5 separate regions of the Sus scrofa genome follow, and all the other regions are linked to region 1. A link is a contact called in public Hi-C and targeted proximity ligation data. All regions are on one chromosome and are shown on one strand. The core of a region is the stretch at or near the end of the contact, and the rest is flanking DNA. Distances in the headings are between cores, read along the strand shown. Region 1 holds the start of PICK1 (PRKCA-binding protein). Region 2 has its middle 49 kb from the start of KCNJ4. Region 3 holds the start of LOC100523244 (casein kinase I). Region 4 holds the start of TMEM184B (transmembrane protein 184B). Region 5 holds the start of MAFF (transcription factor MafF).

What was found. A called contact is a pair of places that touch in the nucleus more often than the background predicts.
Region 2: a Hi-C map of retroperitoneal adipose tissue shows a contact between it and region 1, with 1.7 times the contacts expected there. A contact is called at or near these places in 12 of 47 Hi-C or Micro-C datasets (embryonic fibroblasts, fetal heart ventricle, fetal liver and 7 more) and 2 of 2 datasets of targeted methods (alveolar macrophages and skeletal muscle).
Region 3: a targeted proximity ligation map of skeletal muscle shows a contact between it and region 1. A contact is called at or near these places in 1 of 47 Hi-C or Micro-C datasets (embryonic fibroblasts) and 2 of 2 datasets of targeted methods (alveolar macrophages and skeletal muscle).
Region 4: a targeted proximity ligation map of skeletal muscle shows a contact between it and region 1, with 2.9 times the contacts expected there. A contact is called at or near these places in 1 of 47 Hi-C or Micro-C datasets (embryonic fibroblasts) and 2 of 2 datasets of targeted methods (alveolar macrophages and skeletal muscle).
Region 5: a targeted proximity ligation map of alveolar macrophages shows a contact between it and region 1. A contact is called at or near these places in 2 of 2 datasets of targeted methods (alveolar macrophages and skeletal muscle).

Annotation. Positions count from the first base shown.
Region 1 is chr5:9,828,321-9,831,112 of Sscrofa11.1, reverse strand. PICK1 (PRKCA-binding protein) reads left to right here and starts at 1,436. Exons shown (of 13, transcript XM_003355340.4): 1 at 1,436-2,792.
Region 2 is chr5:9,574,445-9,577,236 of Sscrofa11.1, reverse strand. No RefSeq gene overlaps it. Among named protein-coding and RNA genes, the nearest start is that of KCNJ4, 49 kb to the right of the region's middle.
Region 3 is chr5:9,593,034-9,595,825 of Sscrofa11.1, reverse strand. It overlaps LOC100523244 (casein kinase I), which reads right to left and starts at 1,365. Exons shown (of 10, transcript XR_002343899.1): 1 at 1,318-1,365.
Region 4 is chr5:9,632,217-9,635,008 of Sscrofa11.1, reverse strand. It overlaps TMEM184B (transmembrane protein 184B), which reads right to left and starts at 1,455. Exons shown (of 10, transcript XM_005655511.3): 1 at 1,305-1,455.
Region 5 is chr5:9,694,676-9,697,467 of Sscrofa11.1, reverse strand. It overlaps MAFF (transcription factor MafF), which reads left to right and starts at 1,340. Exons shown (of 3, transcript XM_001924465.4): 1 at 1,340-1,660.

The sequences.
Region 1 (2,792 bases), core at 187-2,686:
GCTGCCCTAGTGGGAGAGGCTTCCCTGTGCCCAAGGGGATCTGGCTCCCACCAGACCAGGGCTCCCTTCTGCTTCCCCAGCCTGGCAGCCCCTGCTCCCCATTTCCCCACCTCGCTTAGGACTCGGGGGAGGGGGAGGCAACGCCCCCCACCTCTCTGGCTCCCTCACTCTCTTCTAGTCTCCTGAGCTTTCCAGCGCCAGGATGGTCGACTCTGGCCTCCTGCTTCTGAAATCAGAGGCCTCCACTGACTCTGACCACTGCCTGGTCTCTGGGCTTCTGCTCTCAGAGTCAGTTATTCATTCCCTCATCAGGTTATGTGTTGAAGGTACCATGTGCCAGGCGATGTGCTAGGTATTGGTGATAGAGATTCCACCTGAACAGGCCAGGTTTCTGCTCTCAGGGAACTTGCAGTTTACAGAGACAAGCAAACAAATGTGTAACCGAAACTGTGCCGCGTGTCAGGCTGGAGATGAGCAAATGTCCTGAAATCGACCATCCAAGCACTGTGCTTTAGCTGGCAATCACGGAGGGCTTCCTGGAGAAGGTAACAGGGCAGAAGAGATGTGGATGACGTAAGGGAGTGGGCATACCTGGGGGAAGAATGTTCCAGACAGAGGGAACTACAAGAGCGAAGGCCCTGAGATGGAAAACTTCCAGCCCATTCCAGGAACAGCAAGCCGCCAGAGGCCCTGGAACAGGATGTGAACAGGAGGAAGGGTGGGCCCTGGGCTGGAGGAGCAGCCAGTCCCAGATCTCTGGGTCAGAGAGGAGTTATTCTGCATGTGACAGGAGATGTCGGGTGGCTTTGGGCAGAGAGTGTCACGGTCTGACTTAAATTAAATCCCAGCACTCAGGGGAGTTCCCATTGTGGCGCAGTGGTAACAAGACCAATTGGTATCCATGAGGATTCGGGTTCGATTGCTGGCTCTGCTCAGCTCACGGTGTTGCCGTGGGCTGTGGAACTTCCATATGTAGCTGGTACGATCCTAAAAAGCAAATAAAATTGTAAAAATAAAACCAACACTCAGGCTCTTTTAATACCGATTTTTTCCATGGAGTCTAAGGCTCAGAGAGGTCAAGGTACGTTTCCAGAGTCACACAACTGCCATGAAACCAATGCTCTGTCCAGCTCACCCCCCCAGCTCCCACCTGCCATATCCCTTCCCACTGGGCTCCCCCCGCCTTTTTTTTAGTGCCACACCCTCGGCCTATGGAAGTTTCCAGGCTAGGGGTTGAATCAGAGCTGCAGCTGCCAGCCTATGCCTCAGCCACAGGCACGCGGGATCCAAGCCTTGTCTGTGACCTACACCACAGCTCACTGCAAGTCCAGATCCTTAACCCACTGAGCAAGGCCAGGGATCGAACTCGAGGCCTCATAGATACTAGTCGGGTTCATTACCACTGAGCCATGACAGGAAATCCTGGGCTCCCCTTCTGCTGTGGGGCCTTGCTCAGCGCTCCGAGATGGGAGATATTACCTGGGTGGATGGCTGCCCTTCCCTCTCGTGTGAGCTCTGGCAGGGCAGGACCTTGCTTTTCTTGTTCCCTGACCAGAGAGGCCCAATACCTGTTAGCTGCTAGTATTACTGCTCCTATCTGTTCGCTTTTAGAACCTATGCTTTTAGTCTCCATGCTGCTGACGAATCGAACTGAATTCCACCCACCCACCCCTGGTTCCCTGACTTTCATAGGGGCCTGTGATGCTAGTGGTGAGTCAGTGAGGAGTCAGGCCTTATGCCGGGGCCATGACAGCACTGAGGGATGGGCAGGTCAGGCTCAGCTCTCCATGTACGTAAGCAGCCTCACCCATCACCCACAGACCACAAAGACTTGTGGTTGCTCTAGCCAGCCATGACCTGGGGAGGGGCAGTGACTGATGGGAAGAGAAAGATTGGGGGAGCTCTGGTGCCCCAGTAGGTTTTTCTCCCAATGGCCACTGGATGGCAGCACTTCCCCAGAAATATGGCGTTGTAGGGGGCAAGCTTCTCCTGATGGAATCAGGCTCAGAACCTGAGGGTTGGAATCTTGAAGGAGACCTAGGCCCAGAAAGGGGTTGGGACTTGGCCTGGGCTCACACAGCCTTCAGTGGCCAGGCTGAGCCAGAGGTCATCTGCCTGCCTGGATGGACTCTGGAGCAGTAGGAGATGGGGGTGGGGGATGCAATTCTCCCTGTGGACTGGTTAGGACTTGGTGGTGGCCTTTCACCGCCCTCACTGTCTGTCTCCTGCCACACTGTGATTCTCTGTGGAGAGGGGACTATGCCTTGTATGCACCATCGCCTACACCAGCTATATCCCCTGCCTGGGTCACCATGCCCCTCTTCTAGGCCGGAGACCCACCAGCACCTCCTTCAGGACCCAGCTGAGATGTTGCTTCCTCCAGGAAGCCTTCCCTGGCCTTTGGTCTGGGCAGAAGCCCCTCCTCGGGGCTCACAAAACATGCTGGTTTCCTCCTGGATGGTGAGGCCCCCGGGGCAGGGATGGTTGGTGTAGCCGAACAGGCCCACCCTGAGGATGCTCAGATACTGTACCTTCCGAGCCTGCGACGCAGTGGTCCTCAAACTGCAGGAGGCCCTGAAGTCACCCACAGAGCTTCGGGGAAATGCAGCCTCCAAGATCTCCCCTTCCCGGACTCTGACCGATAGGTCTGAGACAGAGCCAGGAGCCTGCGTGTGAGGTACTTCCCAGGCGAGTCGGATGCAGGGGCCGAAGCAGCCTAAGGCCTTTGAAGTGTGCCACTGGCCCTGCCCTCTGAATTGGCCAAATGGTTATAGTGAGAAGTGACAACAGAA
Region 2 (2,792 bases), core at 92-2,591, 250 kb after region 1:
TTTGGATCCTCTGGCTCTTTAAATAGGCCTGGATTTGGAAAGAAATTCAATTAAGTGGTTCTTTGCCTAAATTAATGGGATTATTTTTTGATTGAATCATGGCCGATTCTTTCAAGACTGAATTTGCCTCCTCTCTGAGGCTTTTCAAGACCTTACCAGGGAGTTCGGGGGGCGATGGAGAACGCTGACCACTTCAGGTTCACTCTGCACAGCAACTGCTTCCTCTGGGAACCGCCCCCCCTCCCCGAGGACCCCCGACTCCCCTGTTTCACAGCAGTCACGCCTCCTTGCCTGGCTTCCTGGCTCTCACTGGTGATGGTAAAAGGGTTCCAGAACTGTCTCCACATCAGGCTCTCAGTTCTTTGGGGACAGGGATTGCAGATTCACCTGGTCTCAGGGCTTGGCGCCGGTCTTAGCCCAAAGCAGGGGGCATGGGCCAGCGCAGGCATGAATTCAACTGAACTGACCCCAGGTCTTCTGACTCCAAAGCCTCCCTCCCACTGGGTTCTTCTGAGAGAAGGGAGGGGGTTTCTAACTGACATAGGGTGGGATTATACCCTGAGTCCCCCGTCACTCCACTCCCAATCCAGCGAGCCAGCATCTAACACCCACTATGACATAGCTCTAAAACGCAACTGCCTTTACAGTTTGCAATTTTATTTTATTTTATTTTATTTTATTTTATTTTATTTTATATTTTATTTTATTTTATTTTTCAGGGCTGCAGTGCAGCGTATGGAGGTTTCCAGGCTAGGAGTCGAATCAAAGGCTGCAGCTGCCAGCCTAGGCCACAGCCACGGCAGCACAGGACCCAAGCTGCATCCTCAATCTATACCGCAGTTCACAGCAATGCTGGATCCTTAACCCATTGAGCGAGGCCGGGGATTGAACCCGCGTCCTCATGGATACCAGTCGTGTTCTTAACCTGATGAGAAACAACGGGAGCTCTGAGAAGTAGATTCTTCACCTCTCTTTACAGCTGACCTCCCTGGGGCTCAGAGAGGGGTGGAGCCTCACCTAAAATCACACAGCCAGTGGGTAGGGGGCCATCAGGACTCCAAGCTCCTGTAGGGCCGGGCGGAGGCCAGGGGGTGTGCGGGGCAGTGGAGAGATCTTAGGGAGGGCCTCCTCCTGTGCTTGAAGGGTAGAGGGCTGAGGGCTGGGGAGGATGGCAGGGCCTGTGGCCTGAGCTGTGAGATGGGGCAGCAGAAGGTCAGGGAAGATTCCACAAAATCCTGGGAGATGAGGAGGTGGCCGGCAGGAGTGGGAGGAGGAAATGGATATGGACTCACGCATTCGCGCATCAGCAGACTGGAGGGCCTGCCAAGGCTAGTCCTGGGTGGGGCCTCGGAGGGGCCTGGCATGACACCCAGCTCGCTGCTCACAGGAGGGGCAGGGGCTGGGGTGAGGAGCTGGAGGGAGGTGACTGGCCCTCTCCTTGCAGGGCGAGGGAAGCTACCCGGGAGGGAGAGGGCAGTTTGGCCTGGGGGGTTAGTCTGGAAGATACCGAGGGAGGAGGAGGCGTTGGCCTGGCAGGGAAATGATGATTCTGAGGCCGATGCTTAGGGAGTGCCCGCTGTGCACCTGGCTCCATCTACAAGCTCTCCACCAGCTGACCCAGCTCTCAGGCCTTCCTGGGAGCTGGTGCTGTCAGTATTGCCAGTTAACGTCTGGAGAACCCTGGTGTTGAGGCCAGTGCCTTGTTCAAGGTCACGCAGCTGGTAAGAGGCTGGTGTGGCTTTGAATGCAGGCGGGAAGGATCTCAAGCCTGGCTCCTAACTAGGCTGCCTGGCCTCACCGCGCCTGGGGTCACCAGGCAGGGGGACCAGCAAACCGATGGCAAGAAGACTTGGGTTCAAGCACCACCCCCACCCGCCGTGTACTTGTAACTGTGCAACCTTGACCTCTCTGAGCCGCCACTTCAGATGCGGAAGGGATCCTGTCTGAAGTTCATGGAGATAGGGCCCTGTGCCTGGCATATACCAGGCACTCGGTAAACTGGGGTCCCTTCCCTCCCTTGTGCCCTGAGGAGGTCAGGGTCAAAGAGGCATAGGGGCTTCCCTCCCGGGGGTCTAGAAAGGTCTTCTTGTCCAGCCCCCTGTGTGTACAGAGAGCAGGCTTCTCTCCAGCCAGAGGTGGGTCCCCGCGAGAAGGAAATTCTTTGAACTTCTTAATGATGATGGGGAGGCGGTGACAGTAGCGACGAAGATGACGGTGGTGGCAGCAGTAGTGACGAAGCTCTGGCCCCTCCCTGGCATTCCGGCCAACCCGGGCGGGTTCAGCCAAGTGCTGGGCATAGCTCTGGGGGTGTGTGAGTGTGAGTGCCCAGAAAACTCCGCCTCGGGGACTGACGATGGCCTCGGTTCTGTCAACAAGGGTGCCCTGGCCTCAGGTCACAGCCCTGGATGATTCCCTCGGCCCCACCTCGACTGTCCTCTGACCCAGCGTGTCCTGGGGGATTGACTCCCAGGAGACCACACTTCCTAGAAGTTCGTAACCAAAGTCCAGAGGAGGGGACACTTGGCTGCTGAGGGCACACAGCAGATCTTGCCCAGCAGGAACCCAGGGCTCCTGACACCTCTCTCCGCCTCCCCCACTTGTTCCCACTGAACTAAGAGGGTGGACGGGAAAGCTGCTTAAAACCAATCCCTTTAGCCGATCCTGCCTGAGCCTCTACTGTGCTCTGGCACCAGGAAGGGTATGGAGTTCAGAGACACCTGACCCTGGGAGTTCCCGTCATGGCTCAGCAGTAACAAACCCAACTAGTACCCATGAGGACGTGGGTTCAGTCC
Region 3 (2,792 bases), core at 116-2,615, 240 kb after region 1:
GAGACTTGCAAAACATGGATTTCTCACGCGCAGAAACCGGAGAATCTGAGCTGATAAATAACCCCCACCCCTTTCTTTCTCTCCACAATGGAAAAGAGAATCGGTGGCTGGGTGACCACACACCCCATCACCCTAGGGCCCCCAAGCGCCCCCATCCATCGTGCGGGAGCAGCCCTCCTGACCCCTAGGTCTGGAGCACCCGACCCAGGAGCGAAGGGGTGGGGGACGCTGCTGATAGTCTGGTGGAGCCTGCTGAAGCCCAGGGTCTGGTCGGGGATCCCGAATCAACAGTATCGGGTGTCCCCAGCACCCTCGTCCAGGAGCCCCTCCCTCAGCGTCCCCAAATCTCAGCCCGGGGTGGCCACCTCGGGTGGCTGGGGCCTTGAAGGGTCCAGCTGGGGGAGGGGGAGGCGGGCTGGACTGGCGGGGGCGGGGGGCTCTCCCGGGCAAGCCTGCAAAATAATAGTCACCCTCCTCCTTCTCCTCCTCGTCCCCAGCCGCGCCTTTGTCCTCGCCGGGCCGAGCGGGCGGCGCCCGGGCTGCCCCCCCATACCCGAGTGCGAACGCGCGTGTGTCCGCCCTCCCTTCCCCTCCCTCTCGCGCAAAAACAAAGAGGCGGAGGGAGTCCGGTTTCCCCCCAGGTTTGCGCCCCTCCGCGGGCCCGAGGACCCCCAATATTTACCCCGCCGGGAAGGCGCCGGTGCCGGGCCGCTGCTCGGGGGCTGCCGCGGGCGGGGGCGACCCGCCGGGGCGGATGCCGGAGGATTCGCAGAGCCGCCCGGCGCGCCAGCCTCTCCCGGCCCAGCTACCGCCGCCGCTGCCGCCGCCGCGCACCGCTCTGCTCGGCCCCGGCCGGGCTCAGGCTCTAGGTTCTCAACGCCGCCGCCACCGCCTCCCTCCTCCGGGCCCTCCTGCCCGCCCCCGCCGCCGGCTCGCGCGCTCCCGCCCGGCGCGCGCCCGCCGGTTCCCATTGAGCCCCGGGCCCGCCCGGTGATGTCATCCCCGGCCCGCCGCCGCCCCGGAGGATTTAAAGGGCCCGAGCCCTCCGCTCCCGGGGACGCTGGGGCGGGGGCGGGGTGGGGGGTGTCTGTAGCCAGGAAACACGCCCTCCACCCCCAGGCTGGCGAGGAGCTCCTTGCAGGAAGGGAGTCTTACGTGTGGGTCCTGAGAGCACACACAGACACTAGCACCCTGAGCCAATGGGGGTACAGGTGGAAAAGCCTGGGTGGGGGTGGGGAGGAGGAGGGCATACAGAAAGCTGGGGTCTTCTAGACTCAGAGCCTCCTCTTCCCTCGGCCAGGTTCTCTTTCCTCTCACCTCCTTGCAGTGGGCCCCTCGGAAGGCGGGTGTTTTTGTGGGTTCCTGCAAAAGGAAAATGTTTAGTGAGTTAGGGGCTCCGAGTGCTGCAGAGCACACAGGCCAGTTTGATTCAGGGGCCAACGATTTAACAGGACAGGACGGCAGGAGGTGGAGGGACATTGACAAAAGGCCCAGACAGGCAGCTGGAGCTGTGCTGTGCTATCCCCCTACCGAAAAATCAAAGCCAAAGACCCTTCCCTTCTCCTCCTCCAGTAGCTCAAACTGTGATGGGCACAGAGCTGACCTCAATCCCAGTCCTCTTTAATGAGGGACCCCACACACTGCTATGGGACCAACACTTGAATCAAGGTCCCAAGTGGGTACACTTTTAGCCAAGTCCCCTCCCAGCTCGGGGCTTGGGCTTCCTAATCTGCAAATCGAGAAAGAGCACCAGTCCCTCTCCTGGTCACCAAGAATTAATTAAGGCTTTCTACTGGCTTCCAAAGCATAGTTATTAAGGCGATGACATTTACACTGGACCATGCAAAGCTCCAAATTATGACACATGTCCATTCTCAGCATACAGCTGAGGCTGTGGACACAGAAAATGCTGGAGTGCACTGCATCCAATCCCAGAAGCATGGCTCCCACGAAGAGTCACTCTCACAATACCACATCTTCCTTGAGTTTGAGGGACTTAGTCACACACTGTCCAAACTGGCAGGAGCCCCTCAGACCAGGTTCTTTTTTCCTAGAGCAGGAAGCTGCAGCTCAGAGAGGGGAAGGGGTTGGCCCCAGACCACACAGCGCTGACTCTGTTCTCCCATTGGTCCTTGGGAAACTGAGTCTGTCATGGGCTCATTTCCAAGAGCAGGAGAGTGAGGACCAGCCTCCCAGGAAAGGTTTAGGGCACTCAACTGGGGACCTGCCCTCAGTGCCACTTTTGCCAGAGGAGAGGGTCACCAGCCAAAGTGGTGGGGTTTGTTGGTTTTTTCTTTTGTCTTGTTAGTTAATTCCCAACTCTTTTTTTTTTTTTTTTTGGTCTTTTTTAGGATCACACCTGTGACATATGAAAGTTCCCAGGCTAGGAGGCTAGGGGTTGAATCAGAGCTGGAGCTGGAGCTGCCAGCCTATATCACACCAACAGCCACACCTGATCCGAGCCACATCTGTGACCCAGGCCACCACTTGCGGCAACGTGGGATCCTTGAACCACTGAGCAAGGCTAGGGATCAAACCTGCATCCTCATGAATACTAATCAGGTTCCTAATCCTCTGAGCCACAACGGGAACTCCAATTCCCAACGTTTTAAAATGGAAAGATTTCATATTACAGGTCCGTATTCCCTATTTCTCTGGAAGCACTGGGAGAACTGCCACTCCAGGCCCAAACTCACACTGAGCCCTGGCCACACTCAGCTGGCCTGGGCAGCAGCCACTCACCTTGACCACAACCAAGGACTCACCTTGATCACTTCCTCATGGCAGCTTGT
Region 4 (2,792 bases), core at 206-2,705, 200 kb after region 1:
CTGGCCCTGTTCCCTCTCCCCCAGTGCCAAACCCACTCTGCATTCCCTCTATTTTATAGGTTTTCACATCACTGTAACTACTTGTTTCTAGGTTTGATTCCCCCATCAACCTGAGAGGTTTGTGTCCAAAGCCTGATAAAATGGACACATAGGTCTGACTGCTGGGGCCTTCCCGCTCCACCGTCCCCATCCTGATGGACACAGCCCCCGCTGGCAAGATGTCCTGATGTGCAGAATCCAGAGGGTCCACCAAGCACGCTGAAAAGGAAGGGCGACAGGCAGGGATGCTGCACACATACATAGCCTGTGAAGGAGTCACACCTCTGAGACCTGCGCCTCGGCTGCAGGTGCGTGAGCTTGTTTGCCTGGCGGCCTCGGCGGCACAATGGCCTCCAGGGCACAGATTGCTGCTTCTTTCCTTACATAAGGTACCAGGCAGTCAGATAAATAATACATGGCCTTCACCTCACACACAGGTATCAGACATGCAAACACCTGCTTTGCCCCACAGCTCCCTGGGTGTGTGTGCATGTGTAATGTCTGGCCTTGCACAACCCCAGAGGGGTAAGGGATGGGAACAGATAGCCATGCCCACCTCTCAACCCCATCACCTTGCCTTTGGCCTGGAGTCGACCAGCACTAGCCCCCAGCAGTGTGCTCAGGAAGGAAAGGTACAAGGTGGAGGCACACACTCTGAACCATCTCTGTGGTCCCTCTCCAAGCAAATATCTTTAGAGCCCCAGGTTCCCGTGGGGGACCCTCCGGATTGCCCACCTGTACACAAGGCGTGTGTACACCTTCAAGCATGCATCCCCAAAGGCCTGGCCAGGCCAGCCACCATCCCAGATCACAGCTACCGGCACAGGGCAAGGCTGACTCCCCCGCTCGCTCGGCAGTGCCAGGCGCCAGCACACCCACCGGGCGCACACAATCCCACTTGCAAACGGCCTGTCCATCCGCCTCCCCTCTCCCTCAGCCACCCCCACGGGCAGGTCCGATTACACTCCAGGCGCGGGCCCCGCCACGTTGGCGAGGAGGGGGCCAGGGCACACCCACGGGCGGCCCCGCGACCTCGCAGGGCGAGCAGGGGGCGCAGGGCGGCCCTGGCGGGGCCGCCCGACGCCCCTTCCCTCCGGGGCTAGGCCGGCCACCTTAGTCCCCTCCCCAACCGGGGACCCGCGGCCAAGGCGACCCATCGGGCGCCCCCAGAACGGGCCTCTCCAGAACGGAGCAGCACCCCCAGCCCCGGGAGCCCTCGGCCGCCCCCCTCAGGGCCTCCAGCGCAGGGCGAGCGGGAGGGGTACCTCAGGAGCCCATGGCGGCGGCGCGGGCGGGCGATGCTCGGCAGCTGGACTCTGCGGGAGAGGCAAGCGGACAGCACCGCAGCCCCGGCGTCTCGCCGCCGCCGGCGCGTCCGGGGCCCAGCGGAGTGCCGCCGCGGCGCGCCTGCGCACTGAGCGCGCCGCCGGGGAGGGCGGGGCGGCAAACCCGAGGCTGAGATCACCCGCCCGGCCTTAAAGGAGCCGCTGTCCCCTACCCTCGCCGCTGGGATGGTTCCCGGTTCTCCCGCCGCTCACAGACCTGCCAAGAGTCGCCTCCCCACCTCCATCCGACCTCCAACCCTACCCGCCGCTGAGCTTCTTGGAGTGCAGGGACAGAGTCACAGGCTCCAATCTCTGTCCCTGGCACTCGCTGGCAGTATGGCGCTACACTTCTTTTAACGCTAGTTGCCTCCATTTGGGCCCGTTTGAAGATGAAGCAAGATCGAACGGCAAGTTGTCGGCTGAAGGATGCATGTGGAACTGTGGAATGAATGTATAGAGAGGTGCTGTGGGCAGTAAAGCGAGATGAAATTGCAAAGTTGAGGATGCGGTTTTTCTTCCTCCTTCACTTAGCAGCGCTTTTTCTTGCCCCATCTCGCTCTAGGTGGCCTAACTAGCAAAATTCTTCAGATAGCATTCTAGTCACCTAGCCCATTTCTGTTTGCCAGGTCCACACCCAACTCGGTTTAACTGAAAAACAAAATCCAAGCAAGTTCTGGCTTTAATGTGTTCAAGATCCCCAAATTTATTTCTACCCCTAGCCCAGACTCCTCCCCCGAACTGTGTACTCAACACTTCATACTTGAGGTCCAAGAGGATCTCAACAGGCCCACTGAAGCCCTACTCAACATGCCCACAGTAGAACCATCTTTCAAAGGCAGAAGAGACCTGCACCTGCTTAGCCTCACAACAGCAGTTAGCAATTCCATCCTTTCAGCCCCAGCCCAGAACTCCTGCAGTCTTCTTTGATTGTTTTTTGTTGGTTTGTTTGTTTGTTTGTTTGTTTTTGTCTTTTCTAGGGCCGCACCCTAGGCATGTGGAGATTCCCAAGTGGCATGTGGAGATTCCCAGGCTAGGGGTCTAATCGGAGCTCTAGCCAGCCTACGCCAGAGCCACAGAGCCTTGGGATCCGAGCCACCTCTGCCACCTACACCCCAGCTCACGGCAATGCCGGATCCTCAACCCACTGAGCAAGGCCAGGGATCGAACCCGCAACCTCATGGTTCCTAGTCGGATTCGTTAACCACTGAGCCACGACGGGAACTCCTTCTTTGATTGTTTTTTGTTTTTTCTTTTCTTTTGGCTGCGCCCGCGGCATGTGAAAGTTCCCTGAGCCAGGGATGGAACCCACCTGTTGCAATGACAACACTGGATTTTTAACCAGCTCTGCCACCAGGAAACTCCAAGTCATCCTTGAATCTCTCCTCCCACCCCCTTACCCACTGGAGCAGGAAATTATATTGGCTCTAC
Region 5 (2,792 bases), core at 91-2,590, 130 kb after region 1:
TTGCATTCTGATTGAAGACAGACCTGAACAATAAGCAAATAAGCAAGATAATACCCCATGGAGATATTAAGTTAATATAAAAACGAATTTCAGGGGTTCTCGTCGTGGCTCAGTGGTTAATGAATCCGACTAGGAACCATGAGGACAAGGGTTCGATCCCTGGCCTCTCTCAGTGGGTTAAGGATCTGGCATTGCCATGAGCTGTGGTGTAGGTTGCAGACACGGCTCCAATCCCATGTTGCTGTGGCTGTGGTGTCAGCTGGCAGCTATAGCTCCCATTGGACCCCTAGCCTGGGAACCTCCATATGCCACGGGTATGGCCCTAACAAAAAAAAAAAAAAAAATTTCAGAGGTGGGGGCTTTCAGGAAAGGTCTCTCTGAGGCAGTGACATCTGAGCTGACCTGAAAGATGAGAAAGAGCCAGGCAGTGAACAGAAGAGGAAAGAGCAAGTGCAAAGGACCTGTGGCAGGAATGAGCTTGGTGTGTTTGAGGAACAGTAAGAAGGGCCGTGTGTCTGAAGAGTAGTGGTGCCAGGAAGGTGACAGGAGGTGAGGCTGCAGAGCTGGGGAGAGGCCAGATGGCTGGAGGCCAAGGGAAGGAGTCGAGTTTATATCCTAAACGCAAAGGGGAACTTTTGAGGGTGTTCAGCCAGAGGGTGGGAGTGTGTGAAACAGTCTCATTTTTTCATTTTGAGAAGAACATGGTCTGAGATGTGAAGAAGCCCTGTAGGGACAAAGCGAGGAAGCTCTCAGGGGGCTGTGGCTATTGTCCAGGTAAGTTGATGGTCCCTGGGTCAGGTAGTAGGACCAGAGGTGGGGTCAGATGCAGGTAGTGTTGGAGGTAGAGCCAGCCTGACTGGGGGGAAGTGAGGAAGGAGAAAGGGGTGGAGCAAGACTCCTGGGTCTGGGCTAGAACAGCTGAGATGGTGGAAACTGGGGGTGTAGGATGCTGAGGTAAGGTTGATGCTCAGGAGTGGGATTCTGGGTATATGCAGTCCCCATCTGGTACCCACATGTCGGAGCTGAGTGGGCAGTTGGATTCAGTCTGGAATTTAGAGAAGCTGTTTGCTCTGGAAATACAAATTTGGGGCTCCAGAGCTTATAGATGGCATTTAAAACCACGAGACCAGATGAGATCATTAAGGCAGAGTGTGTAGGTCGAAAGGAGAAGAGGCCCAGGACTGTGGACTGTAAAATGAGACAAATGACACCTTCACCCGCGCAGCTCTGGTGAGGTGTCACGTGAACGCCCCCAGCCAGCGCTCTAACTGGGATTGAGACTCCAGGGGGCGGGGCCTGGGTGTGGGCGTGGTCTTTGCCGGGGAGGAGCTGGTGGGGGCGGGGCTGAGGAGCCGGGAGGCCGCTCCAGGGGCTGGGGGGCGGCCGGCGCGGTGACGTCAGCGCATGACTGGGTTTTTATGAATGAAAGGAATCCTGTGAGTGAGTAATTCCGGGAAGCTCGCCTTACAACTCTGCGCGGCCCCCAGCGCTGCCCGCCCCACAACAAAACTCCGCGCGGCTCTCGCTGGAGCTGGGCTCAAAGCGACCTGCGATTGGGACCAAAGGGGAGACGGAGCAGGGTTCGGGCCAGGACAGCAGCTGGGACAGCAGCGGGACCCACGCGTGCCCGGGACGCCAGGCGAAGCAGGCCGAGAGTCGGGTGAGAGTCGCGGGTTCCGAAGCCGGACGGGCGCGCGGGGCCCCGAGGCGGCGAGGTCTCCGCGACCCCGGAACGTGCCTGGGGCGGAGCGCCGGGGTCCATTCCGTCGGTGCTCCCGCAGACACCTCGCCGGGACGGCTGGCATGGGGAGAGAGGGGCAGGAGGCAGAGGTCCGGTGGGACCGTGACGCGGCCGAAGCAAGTTTGGCCGGTCCGGGGGGACGGGCCCCTTTTGGGGGCGCGGGCCCCCCGGCGGAGAAGCCGGGCAGGAAGGGGCAGCGCGGGCCAGCGAGCGTCAGCGTCCGCCCAGGCGGGGCGGGGGGCGGTGAGTGCAAGTACGTGACTCTGTGAGAACAGTCCCTGGACTGGTGCCCGCGGGCGGTGCGTGCGCGGTTTGTTTACGTCCGAAGGGCGGGCGTGCGTGTGTGTTTCCTGGCCAGCGTTCTGGGTATCCTGCCCGGTGCGTGTGCCGCGTACCTTGGAGGGAGTGGGGGGGGGGGAGAGAGAGATTGATGGTGTGTGTCCGGGCGCTCTCAGGCGGGTGAGGACCCTGGGGCCTGTGTACCAGCCGACTATACCTCGGAGAGAGTGTGCCCGCTGGAATAAACACGGAGTAAGAACTGAGCGAGGGAAGCGGCCCAGTCCATAGTTACAAGGGGTCCGGGAATTCTGTCCCCTTCCTACTGACCGGCGGCAGCCGGGCCCTTGCTCTCCCTGGAGTTTCCCAGGGCCACGACCATGTGACGGAGATATTTGTCCCCCGCCCAGAGCCGGCGCCTTCAGCCACAGGGTGGGGTGAAACATGAAAGATGCCACCAGGCTCAGCTGCGGGAGGGGGTGAGGGAGCCACTCCTGGGCCCAGCACCCTGGTGGGTCTGGCAACAATGTGGGCTGGCACCCAGGTCCTTGTCCCCAGGTTTTCCGGCTGCCTGGGGAAGACAGACCCTCCCTTTGAGACTCTCCTTCATCCCCAGGGTTGCCCAACACCTCAGCCTCAGGAGAAACAGGAAGGGCCAGAAAAACCCACAGGGAAGGTTGGAGGTAGAAAGGGATACAGGCTTCCTCCCTTTGGTGGCTATTGCTCTGACTGGTCTGGGCTCTAGAGGTTGTACCTGCTGGGTCAGGGAGGGTGA